Linked DNA regions of Triticum aestivum: region 2 is linked to region 1. A link is a contact called in public Hi-C data. All regions are on one chromosome and are shown on one strand. Each heading gives the region's core, a stretch centred on a gene start, on an enhancer-like site or on the middle of the called end of the contact. The rest is flanking DNA. Distances are from core to core; before and after follow the strand shown.

Region 1 (5,377 bases), core at 1,603-4,102:
ATGGTGTATTCAGAATTGTACAGTGTGATTTCCTCTTTGGCCAATATGCCTGATTTCTTCTTTGGCTAATATGGCTTCGACTTTCTTTTACAAAGTTAACTACTTATGTTCTCATTTACATTTCTTCGGTGGCGTTTCCAGCTTTGGATAATCAAAAAAGTGTTTGTTTGCTTGATTTGCGTGCAAGTTGTTCGAAGCCTCATGCCTTATTGTTTTGCACATTTGTTGTGTTACTGTTGACATTCACTGTGCTTTCATATGTTTTGTTGTGGTAGTATATTATTGTATCAATCTCATTTCCCTGTCTAGACAATGTTAGCTGCTTTATTGGACATTTCATATAGAAATGATGGGAGTGTGAAACATGTGCGGCATAACGATTAACCCGTCAGGACAGCTAATTGGGTTAGCAGAAAGCTCAGAAAACTTATCACTTGCACTAAGATCCTTCTCAAAGGTTTATGTCAAAGGTTATTTCTATATATTAGTCTAGTGGTTGTCGTGGTTCTAAATGTATTTGGTACTTCTAGTGGTTGCCATTTTCTATCAGTTGTGCACTGTTAAAGAGGTCCTTCAATTTCTGTTATGTGCTTGGCAGTTAGACACTTTGAAGTATTAGTCTATTCTGATTTTGTATTTCCTTGACTTTACTATGTAATTTTTTTATAGAAGGATGAATAAGTAGCACTTAAGTTGTTAAGCAATTGCTACTGGAGGTCTCACCCTTCCTTTGGTCTCTATAAAACTGCGCGCTGCTATATAGCATTTCTAATGCTTATAATCTTGGCGAACATTTATACTTTGCTTGTTGGTAGCGCAGGTTAGGTTTCTGACCAAAATATACCATCCCAACATTGACAAGGTAAGCAGGCATGTTTTTTCAGTGTTATGTTACTTTCTCCAGAAATGGTTATTCCTTAATGGATTTACCTTTGTAGCTTGGTAGGATATGCCTTGACATTCTCAAGGATAAATGGAGTCCGGCTCTTCAGATTCGAACAGTTCTTTTGAGGTCCTCTCTCTCTCATTCTGGGTCTCTGTAACTTAGCATTTCATAATCTTTTTTCTGAGCTGTTTCCTTTGCTATGTTTCTCCAAAAGAAAGTATTTATCTTGAGCTTAATTAACCGAATAACCTGTTTGTAAATAAAAATCACCCTGTCTCATTTTCCGGCACTAAAGTATTGTTCCACACATTATCTGATTCTTGCTGTTATATTTTTATATTTAATGCTGCACATTGCCGCCCTGTGACATTTTTCTGGTTTCAGTATCCAGGCACTCCTAAGTGCACCAAATCCAGATGACCCTCTCTCTGAAAACATTGCTAAGCACTGGAAGTCCAATGAGGCAGAAGCTGTTGAAACAGGTAACAAGTGTGAAAATGTTGTCCCATTTGCCCTTGGGCCATGATATCTTAACTAAGTTCTGTTCTGGCGTTTGCAGCGAAGGAGTGGACTCGTCTGTATGCCAGTGGTGCATGACAACCCCATGCCGCTCTCGATGTAATAATCCATCATACTTTAGCCAGCAATCAAGTGCCATTTTGTTGATAAGAACAAACTGGAGATGTTTGCGCTGGAAGGGAGTATCTGAATGACTAGTGCTCGAGCTATTTGGTTGGTTGTAACACCTGTGTTGGTTGGTTCCCTTCACCCTGGGGCACCTTCTGACTGATCTGTATCTGATAGAACTTTCTATGCTCCTCCACTACAATACCCTTGTGTAGGAGAAGTTAACAAGTGTCCACATTGTTGAAATTGAAGCTGGCTTGCTAATTTGTTCTTGCTCTTGTAGTTTGGGAGTTTGAATACTCAGGGTTGGATCTGATACGCCCGAATATTTTCTCAGTCCCTCGCCTGTGTTTTCTTTTTGTTGTTGTTGAGCTGCCCTGGTTTATTTGTTACTCAAACGTGGCCGTTCAGTTCGTCTGCCTGTCTAACCTCCTTCCTCTCAAGTCCTTGTCGCAGTGACGCGTTGAATTGTTTGCCTCAACGGCTCAAACACAGCCAAATATCCGATGGTTTAGCCGGACTAATCTTGCTTACTGCCTCCCGCTACAGGAGCCGATACAGCAACTGAGCCTTGCTGCTCGAGTGTGGCAGCGCGTTGCCCGCCAGCGCACACCAGAAACAGAAAGCCACAGCTCGTGCTACGGCGACAGCCGACAAGTTGCAACAAAACCTACTTGTCCGTCGACGGAAGAAATGTTTCCACCCACGAGAAGGCAGATGTGGGCGCGACGTATTGCCCTGTCACAGACGGCTTCATTTGCTGTCAGTTCCCACGGAATACGGCCTATATTTATGGCTAAACAGCAGCACTACGCCGTCTCACGCAGACGCAGAGCGAAGCACATCGGCGCACAGGACTAGCATGCAGTGTACCGTGCAGGTTAAACAAAGGACCCTCTCCCCCGCAAAAAAAAAAAAAAAACAAAGGACCCTCTTATCTTGCGAAAGGGGTGACAATAGTGAACGTTTTGGCTGGTAATTTACGTTATGGGAGGATGACAATTTCTTTAGAAACACATGGCAGCTTCTGAAAAGAAGAAAAAAAAGATTTGCTGCAATAAAGGAAGGATTTGCCATCTTCCACCATGTAAACTTGCCATAGAAAAACGTTGGCTTGCCACCCTCTTCCAACCGAACGTTCGACAGATAACAATACCGTAGATAAATGACAGCAGAAAGAAAAACACGGTATATGCTACTCCCCGGGGACATCTCACTGGCATGGCACTCACGGGGCAAAACCCTGGGGGCACCCACCGGTCAGTCCAAGGCGCAGGACGCCGGTAAAACCCATCATAAGTCTCCTCTCCTCCCCGGAGCGTCTGCCCGACGGTTGGGGTGAAAAACCAGGAGCGCAGGTTCGCTCGCCTGCCCGCTCCAGTGTTCCGTGCTCCTGTTTGTTTATTCATTCACTCACAGCACAACGCCAACGCCAACGCTAACGCCTCGCCTCAGCTACTTCGGGAGCTGCCGCGTCGTCCGTGCGTGGGGGGACCGGCCGCGCACATCGGAGCCCCGCCGCCTCGGCGAGCCGGTCCGCCAGACGCCATGGCTGCCGGCGACGAGCCCTCCGTCACCCGCTGGTCCTTCCAGGTGACTCGCTGGCCTATGCTATTCCTCCTACCCCTTTCATGCTCTCCCGTGCTGAGATCTCGTCGTTCCCAATTCGCTATGATGTGGCCTCGGCCCAGGACTTCGAGCGCTACTACGACGCGGGCCTCGGCATCTGCCGCCAGCCCCAGGGCGACGGCGACGACGCGCCGCCCGGATCGGGCTCCGCCGACACCGCCCACGCCAATGGCGGCGCCGACCTGTCCGTCTTCGAGCAATTCGAGCGGCTGGTAATTATTAAATTCGGTCCTCTCGCAGAATGCTTCCATGTTGCTACTACTTTGGGGACTTACACAGTTTCTCTACTGATTCCCGGTTGCAGGATAGAAATGTCGAGTTGCGCAATGGTTCAATGGATGCCGGACCACCGTAAGACTCGTTGCTTATACTTCAACTAGTTTACTTGCCAACGTTTGTTTAATCTAAATTTAGCTAATTTGTAAAGTGTAGAGATAAGCTAATTCTGGGATGTTCTAACATTAGTAATCTCTCCGTATGGTACAATTTAATCGAGGCTGTACGAAGCTTCACCATCCGCTTCACTTCTGATTCGTTCTTAGCTCATATAGGAGTCAAATCACGCACTTCAGTTGAGTTGACTAAATATAGGAATGGCTTCTTCATCCAACTGCCTAGCTGTGTCTGTCTTGCTCAAATCCAGGCATGCCAACTGGTGTTAGATTATTATTTGTGGAGCTTATGCCGTAAGTAATTATTGCTTGCTACTAAACAACAACTCATGAAACGGTGGATATAATTTTTTTTGTTTATAGTTATGCTGTTAGTGGATAGAAATTATATTGAAATGGCTGAAGCTCAGTGGAAGTTAGCGACCTGCGAATAGAAGTTTCTACCTGTTAATTTCCGGTCTCAACTGTTAAGTTTAAAGTATTGCTGTACTGTTTGGTCCATGAATAAAACCGCCAGAGGGCATGCCTCTCTTTCACTTGTCATGCAAACATATATCTTGTGAACTGTGATAACCGGATGTGTGACTTATGCAGGCAGAAATCCCTGCTTCCTTCTTTTGAATCTGCAGAAACACGCAACTTAGCTGAGACATTGTTGAGGTGACAGTCTGACCAAACATTTAGCTATACCTTATGTTTGTACCATCTTGGCACTACCATGTATTTCAGACCTTTACACCATAACTTCTTGGTGAAATGTGCTAATTCCTACAGGGATATCATTCGTGGGAGTCCAGATGTCAAATGGGAAAGCATTAAAGGTTTGGAAACTGCGAAGCGACTTCTTAAGGAGGCAGTCGTCATGCCTATAAAGTATCCCAAGTGGGTTTGTTTGCTCCCTGAAATGATATACACAAGCTGGACACTTCTTTTTCCTGCTTTGTCGCTTAATATATGCTACACAGTTGTATAGAGTATATACCTATGAGATGCATGTCTCAGAAAGCTTGTTGAATCAAATTTATGATTCAAACCTGACATGTTGGCATGTCCATTATATGCTTTTAAATGGTCGATTCAGTTCAACTTAATGTTGATGTGAACTTAATGTCAACATGTTCACGATGCCATCTAATACTGTTTACTTTAAGCCTTCCAAATACCTACTAGAATCCCCCAACGTGCTTGAAGGCCTATGTCTTTATAGCCAATATGAGATAACTGAAAAATAACAACATGGGTGCTATTTTAGAACCTTTGTTCATCTTTGTTGAAGTGATTGTTATCTGAGTACCTGGTTGCTTGGGAAAAATAATTCATTTGTCAGTCTGAAGGACACTGCCTTTTTTTGTACCTAAATGGTTAAGAAACTTAGCGGTTTTGAATTATGATAGATGCTGAATTTGTATCAATCAGGCAATGTTTTGCTAGTGGTTCTGTGGAATATTTTCTCCTTTGTCCTAATCAAACTCAGCTATTAGGTACTTCACAGGTCTGTTATCACCCTGGAAAGGTATATTGCTATTTGGTCCACCAGGAACAGGAAAGGTTTGCACTTATGAAATCCTTAGCGTATTTTCTTCTACAATTTTTCCTGTTTTTCTTGTGAAGCTCTTGTGAAGCTACCTCCCATGTTAACAATATTGTTAGCACTTCCTCATGGGGTTAAGTTGTGGAATAATTTCTCTAAATGTCTTACACAATATGATTAAAAAGCAATTGTTTTGCATAAAAATACCTTCAATTGTTATTTTATATGCCACATTGGGATTTATTCAATTATTTGCTCAGCAAAGATATTACAGAGTTGAACTAATTTGCACCTAAACTAAATACCCATAGT
Region 2 (5,377 bases), core at 2,024-4,523, 480 kb after region 1:
CCTCCCCTCCTCTCCTTGTCCTATTCGGACTAGGGGGAGGGGCGCACGTCCCAGCCCTGGCCGCCTCTCCTCTTCTCCGTAAAGTCCCACTAAGGCCCATTAACCTCCCGGGGGGTTCCGGTAACCTCCCGGTACTCCGGTAAAATCCTGATTTCACCCGGAACACTTCCGATATCCAAACATAGGCTTCCAATATATCAATCTTCATGTCTTGACCATTTCGAGACTCCTCGTCATGTCCGTGATCATATCCGGGACTCCTAACAACCTTCGGTACACCAAAACATATAAACTCATAATATAACTATCATCGTAACGTTAAGCGTGCGGACCCTACAGGTTCGAGAACTATGTAGACATGACCGAGACATGTCTCCGGTCAATAACCAATAGTGGAAGCTGGATGCTCACATTGGCTCCTACATATTCTACGAAGATCTTTATCGGTCAGACCGCATAACAACATACGTTGTTCCCTTTGTCATCGGTATGTTACTTGCCCGAGATTCGATCGTCGGTATCTCAATACCTAGTTCAATCTCGTTACCGGCAAGTCTCTTTACTCGTTCCGTAATACATCATCCCGCAACTAACTCATTAGTTGCAATGCTTGCAAGGCTTAAGTGATGTGTATTACCGAGAGGGCCCAGAGATACCTCTCCGACAATCGGAGTGACAAATCCTAATCTCAAAATACGCCAACCCAACACGTACCTTCGGAGACACCTGTAGAGCACCTTTATAATCACCCAGTTACGTTGTGACGTTTGGTAGCACACAAAGTGTTCCTCCGGTAAACGGGGGTTGCATAATCTCATAGTCATAGGAACATGTATAAGTCATGAAGAAAGCAACATCAACATACTAAACGATCGTGTGCTAAGCTAACGGAATGGCTCAAGTCAATCACATCATTCTCCCAATGATGTGATCTCGTTAATCAAATGGCAACTCTTTTGTCCATGGCTAGGAAACATAACCATCTTTGATAAACGAGCTAGTCAAGTAGAGGCATACTAGTGACACTTAGTTTGTCTATGTATTCACACATGTATCATGTTTCCGGTTAATACAATTCTAGCATGAATAATAAACATTTATCATGAAATAAGGAAATAAATAATAACTTTATTATTGCCTCTAGGGCATATTTCCTTCAAAAGGCACACATCCATCCATCCATGGGGATGGACAAGCTACTCACACCACACACTCATATGGCCTCCTAGCCACAAGTCATTCGTCCAGAGTGCTCACGCCACACTCACACATATACGAGGCCAGATGCCCACGACACTTACCTCAGATACAGCTCCAGGAGCGCTTTGTACTGCTACATGTACATTGCATATATATGCAGACATGCATGAGTAGGGGTATTATCTCTCCGGAGAGCCCCGAACCTGGGTAAACCACCGCGTGCTATTCGCATACCCGTCCCGGATATTCCACTGTATCCTTGCTCCACCTATGATAAGCTACCCTGTGGCATCTGCCGTGATGCGGTGCCCCTTGGCCACTCCCGTGAAAATACCAGAACAACCACACACCGGCTTGGGGTGGCAACTGGCTCCATCGGGCTAGGCGAGGGAGGTGGAGCAGCAAGTTATCTCGCTCGTATCCGACAGGATCGGTGGGCCACCTAGCCGGCTTGTATGCCGGAGAACTACTCTTCGGAAGCCTTCGGGAGAGTGAAGAAAATGGTGAAGGAGGAGATGAGGGAGTGGCGGAGGGGTGCGATTCTTGCCCGATGTCTGGCCTCGTTTAAATAGAGGGCAGACGGGAGGAGCTCGGCCGACGTTGCGTTTAATGCCGGCCTGCTCATGAACGGATGTGCGGCCGGAGTAGGTTTCTCGGCTTCCACGTGGGCTTTGATCTCGTCGGCTGATTCAGACGTAAACATTGCGATGCACACTTTGATATGAAGTGTGCAGTACACCGAGACCTACCGTCTCTTCATGATTTTTTTCCGAAATGGTTAAAGTAGAACAAACCTTTAGTACTCCCTCGGATTCGAATTTGGATAGAAGGAAGTAATACATTATTGAAGAAATAAAAAAACAAATTTAATTCTTACGACCTTTGATCTTTTGCCTAAACCAAAAAATGTCTTTTAGCTTATAAGTCACCAAAAGCCTGAGTTAACCCTAACCAAACACCTCCCTCAATCTCTTTCCTGCATTCACCGGTGACACGTCATGAGGACTGTCTTAGCGGAGCAAACTTGTTAAAATTTAGGAGCATGTAGAAGCAGTGTCTGGGAGGTTGTCAATGTAGACCAAGATGCCAACAACCTCGATCTATGTAGCAAACGGCCGCCGCGAAGAAGACAACATCAAGAGGATCTGTATAACCCTCTAGGTCCGGCCAGAAGGAGTCGAGGAAGACACCTCCCACATCCTCCTCGAGGCTGAAGCTAGTCAACCTTCGTCGGTTGTAGCTAGAGTCGAGTCGGAGGATCAAGGCGCACAACTGTGACATCCGTTCTTTGGGACAACGCCAGCGTGACAAACATGCAAAAGAAAAAACACCATCTTTCACACATCTTTCAAAGATGCCAAGAAGCATCATCAAAACAAGGACAAGACGGGAAGGCCTTCTTCCATTTCGATGGCGGCATTATCGCCTCAATACCGATGACCAGCGACCGAAATCTACACCTAAACTAAAAACCTCACCCTACCATCACCACGGGTTCGAAACAACGGGGTCTTGACCTCTTCCCTCCGTCAAAGTGGCAAACGAAGGGGCCCATGATCTCACCAGGGAGAAGGTAGATTGCCCCCCACACCCTAGCTGCTAGGGTTTCCCCCAAGAGAGGAAGGAGGTATGAATTTCACGGTTTGTTTTTCGTAGACGTAGACGCCTCTCGAATCAAACTATTAATCCCCAGCGATCAGAGGATCACCGTGATACCGACAACTCTAATATGCTACTGATACCGGCCGCATCTTCCCATCAAAACCAGTGTGGCAAACGCAGACCCATCCACGCACATTTCTTTTTAATCACGCACATGACTCACGAGATGGAGACCTGAGCGTGACACTGCACCCAACCCAACCAAACCCAAGCTGACCCGAACCAACCAGACCGTCTCCCGTCTTGATCTGAAAACGATCGTCCAGCAAGGCAAGCAAGGTATCCCAATGGCGATCTCCCTGCTGGCCGTCAGTAAACAAACGAACACGGCCACACATCCAAGTCGAACCAGATCTCACTCGCCCCGAAGTCCACCCACGCTCCCTCTTTCCCCACTTGTCCCCGTCGTCCCGTCGCCCTCCCCATTTTTATTGCTCCCCACGCCTCGATCTCGCCTCGCCTCCGCTCCTCTGATTGGCCTCTCCTCTGTTTCACTCTGCTTTTCCCTTTGCCCGCTTTGCTTCTACTCCTCTCACTCGCCCGCCCGCCTCTCTTTCCTCGCCCCTTCCTTCGCTTCGGATTCCCTCCCATCCCGTCCCCTCCCCCCCGGCTCTCTCGCTCGCGCACCAACCCAAAACCCTAGCCAGCCCGCACGCCCATGGCGTCGTCCCCCGCGCGCCCCGCCGCCGCGTCCGTCTCCGGCGCCTTCGGCCTCCCGCCCGACGCCCGCTGCTCCTTCGACCAGACGCGCCGCCGCGCCGAGGTACGTCCTCTCTGCCTATCTCTCTGTCTGTCTGTCGTCATCCATCTCCCTCCTACTACCACCACCACGCGAGGTCCCTCGATCTCGGGGGTTTCTGAGGCGGGGGTTGATGCGTGTGTGAGCGGGGAAAGCAGGATTCGCAGGACAAGAGGCAGCTGGTGCGGACGTTCGTCAACGTGTACGGCCAGGAGGGCTACCCCAAGGAGGCCGTCATGGCGGCCGTCGAGGAGTGCATGAGGAAGCAGGCCGAGGGACTGCTGCATTCGCTCGAGGGCATCGGGGGGAGGCTCTCGCAGCTCGAGCTCTACTGCTACAAGCTCGAGCGCTCCATCGGGGAGCTGCGCAGCGACGTCATGGACTACCACAGCGAGGGCACCGTCAACTTCCGCTGCCTCGACAAGAATCTCAGACAGGTACGTGCTCTGCCCCGCCCCGCCTTCAGATCCACGCACGCTCTGCCAATTACTGCCGAATGTCTTGCTCTCGTCTCGAGTGCCCCGGCTCTGTTAGTCGAGGCACTATTCAGATTTCACCTTTGAGATTGTAGTGGTGCTTAAGGAGTTACTTCAGCGGAACATTTTCACAAGCTGCTATTCTTAAACTACGTACGGTGGAGTCAGACTTACTGTTCTCGTGAGATTTGGATCATTTTTGATGCATTAAGAATATGTCTCTGAGCTGAACAATCCTTTCTTCTGTTGACCAGGTTCAGAAAGCTGTGCAGATGCTTCAGGATAAGCATGAGCCTGCTGACACGGCGCAGCAACTGGCCAAACTTCAAATAGCGCATGAATTCCCTGCTAGAACAAATGAAGCCACTGCCTTGTCGATGCTTGCTTCAAGGGAAAATGTCAACGATCAGAGCACACAATTCGCCAACCCTGAGGTTTCTTTTGTGCCAATTCACCAAGTTAATACCATGCAGTCTCCTGCTATGCCGAACCAAAGTAGCGGCGGTTATATTCTGCAGCAACTAGTGCCCGTCTCTTTGAGCACGCAACATGATCAGCAACATCCGAGCCAAGCTGCGGTGTACTATATGCAAAGCCAAAGTCAAGTGAACTGCACAGAGAACAAACCGTCCGAGTCTTTTGTTCAGGTTATGCAGCCGCATGTCCAGAACCCTGAAGCCAGGGTTGCAGTTGAGCTACCTCAGAAATCTAGTCAGCCAACGGAAATGTACCCTCCACTGCAGCATCATATGCTACAAATGCCTGCTCAGCATCACGAGTCACAGGCATGGCGATCACAGCCACCTGTCGCGCAACAGCAGCACTACAGTGTTCAGCAAGTCCCACCACAGATGGTTCAACAGAAAACATCTTCTCCTCATGCTCAAAGTACTCCTCAAGTCACGCTCATGTATCCTCAATACTCTTCTCAGAAGCCTGCCAATGCTACCACTGAGCCACTTCCGAGAAGTTTGGTTGGGCAGTCTCCATACTCTTCACCCCAGCAGAAGCATCATGAAGTCATGCCTTCGTTTTATGGCCAAGGCAACACAATTTTGCTTCCCACGGCAGAGCATAATATCCAGCATCAACAGCCACAGCAACTGCAAACGCAGAGCCAGGCCTCATGCCCACCTCAACCAAACAAGCCCAGCCACTGCAGTGTTGCATCATATGCTGTTCAGGGTAGTGGCCGAGCCCACACTGCCACATATAAGAATCCTGCTGAGAGCCCTGCAACTGTTGTTGCTGTTCTGCCTCAGCATTCGGCAACAGCTCCTATGGCGTTTCATCATTTGGG

The links. A called contact is a pair of places that touch in the nucleus more often than the background predicts.
Region 2: a contact with region 1 is called in a Hi-C map of leaf, with 3 times the contacts expected there. The contact joins the promoter of LOC123070605 here to the promoter of LOC123070603 in region 1. A contact is called at or near these places in 4 of 5 Hi-C or Micro-C datasets (leaf and an unstated tissue) and 1 of 1 datasets of contacts at active chromatin or transcription factors (leaf).

The regions. Positions count from the first base shown.
Region 1 is chr3B:504,264,144-504,269,520 of IWGSC CS RefSeq v2.1, forward strand. LOC123070603 (katanin p60 ATPase-containing subunit A-like 2) reads left to right here and starts at 2,853. Exons shown (of 13, transcript XM_044493873.1): 1 at 2,853-2,871; 2 at 2,969-3,106; 3 at 3,205-3,354; 4 at 3,447-3,493; 5 at 4,129-4,194; 6 at 4,309-4,416; 7 at 5,016-5,082. The coding sequence starts at 3,062. LOC123070602 (ubiquitin-conjugating enzyme E2 36) reads left to right here. Exons shown (of 8, transcript XM_044493871.1): 5 at 821-862; 6 at 939-1,012; 7 at 1,271-1,368; 8 at 1,446-1,849. The coding sequence ends at 1,483.
Region 2 is chr3B:504,739,695-504,745,071 of IWGSC CS RefSeq v2.1, forward strand. LOC123070605 reads left to right here and starts at 3,274. Exons shown (of 3, transcript XM_044493876.1): 1 at 3,274-3,625; 2 at 3,760-4,038; 3 at 4,332-5,377. The coding sequence starts at 3,521.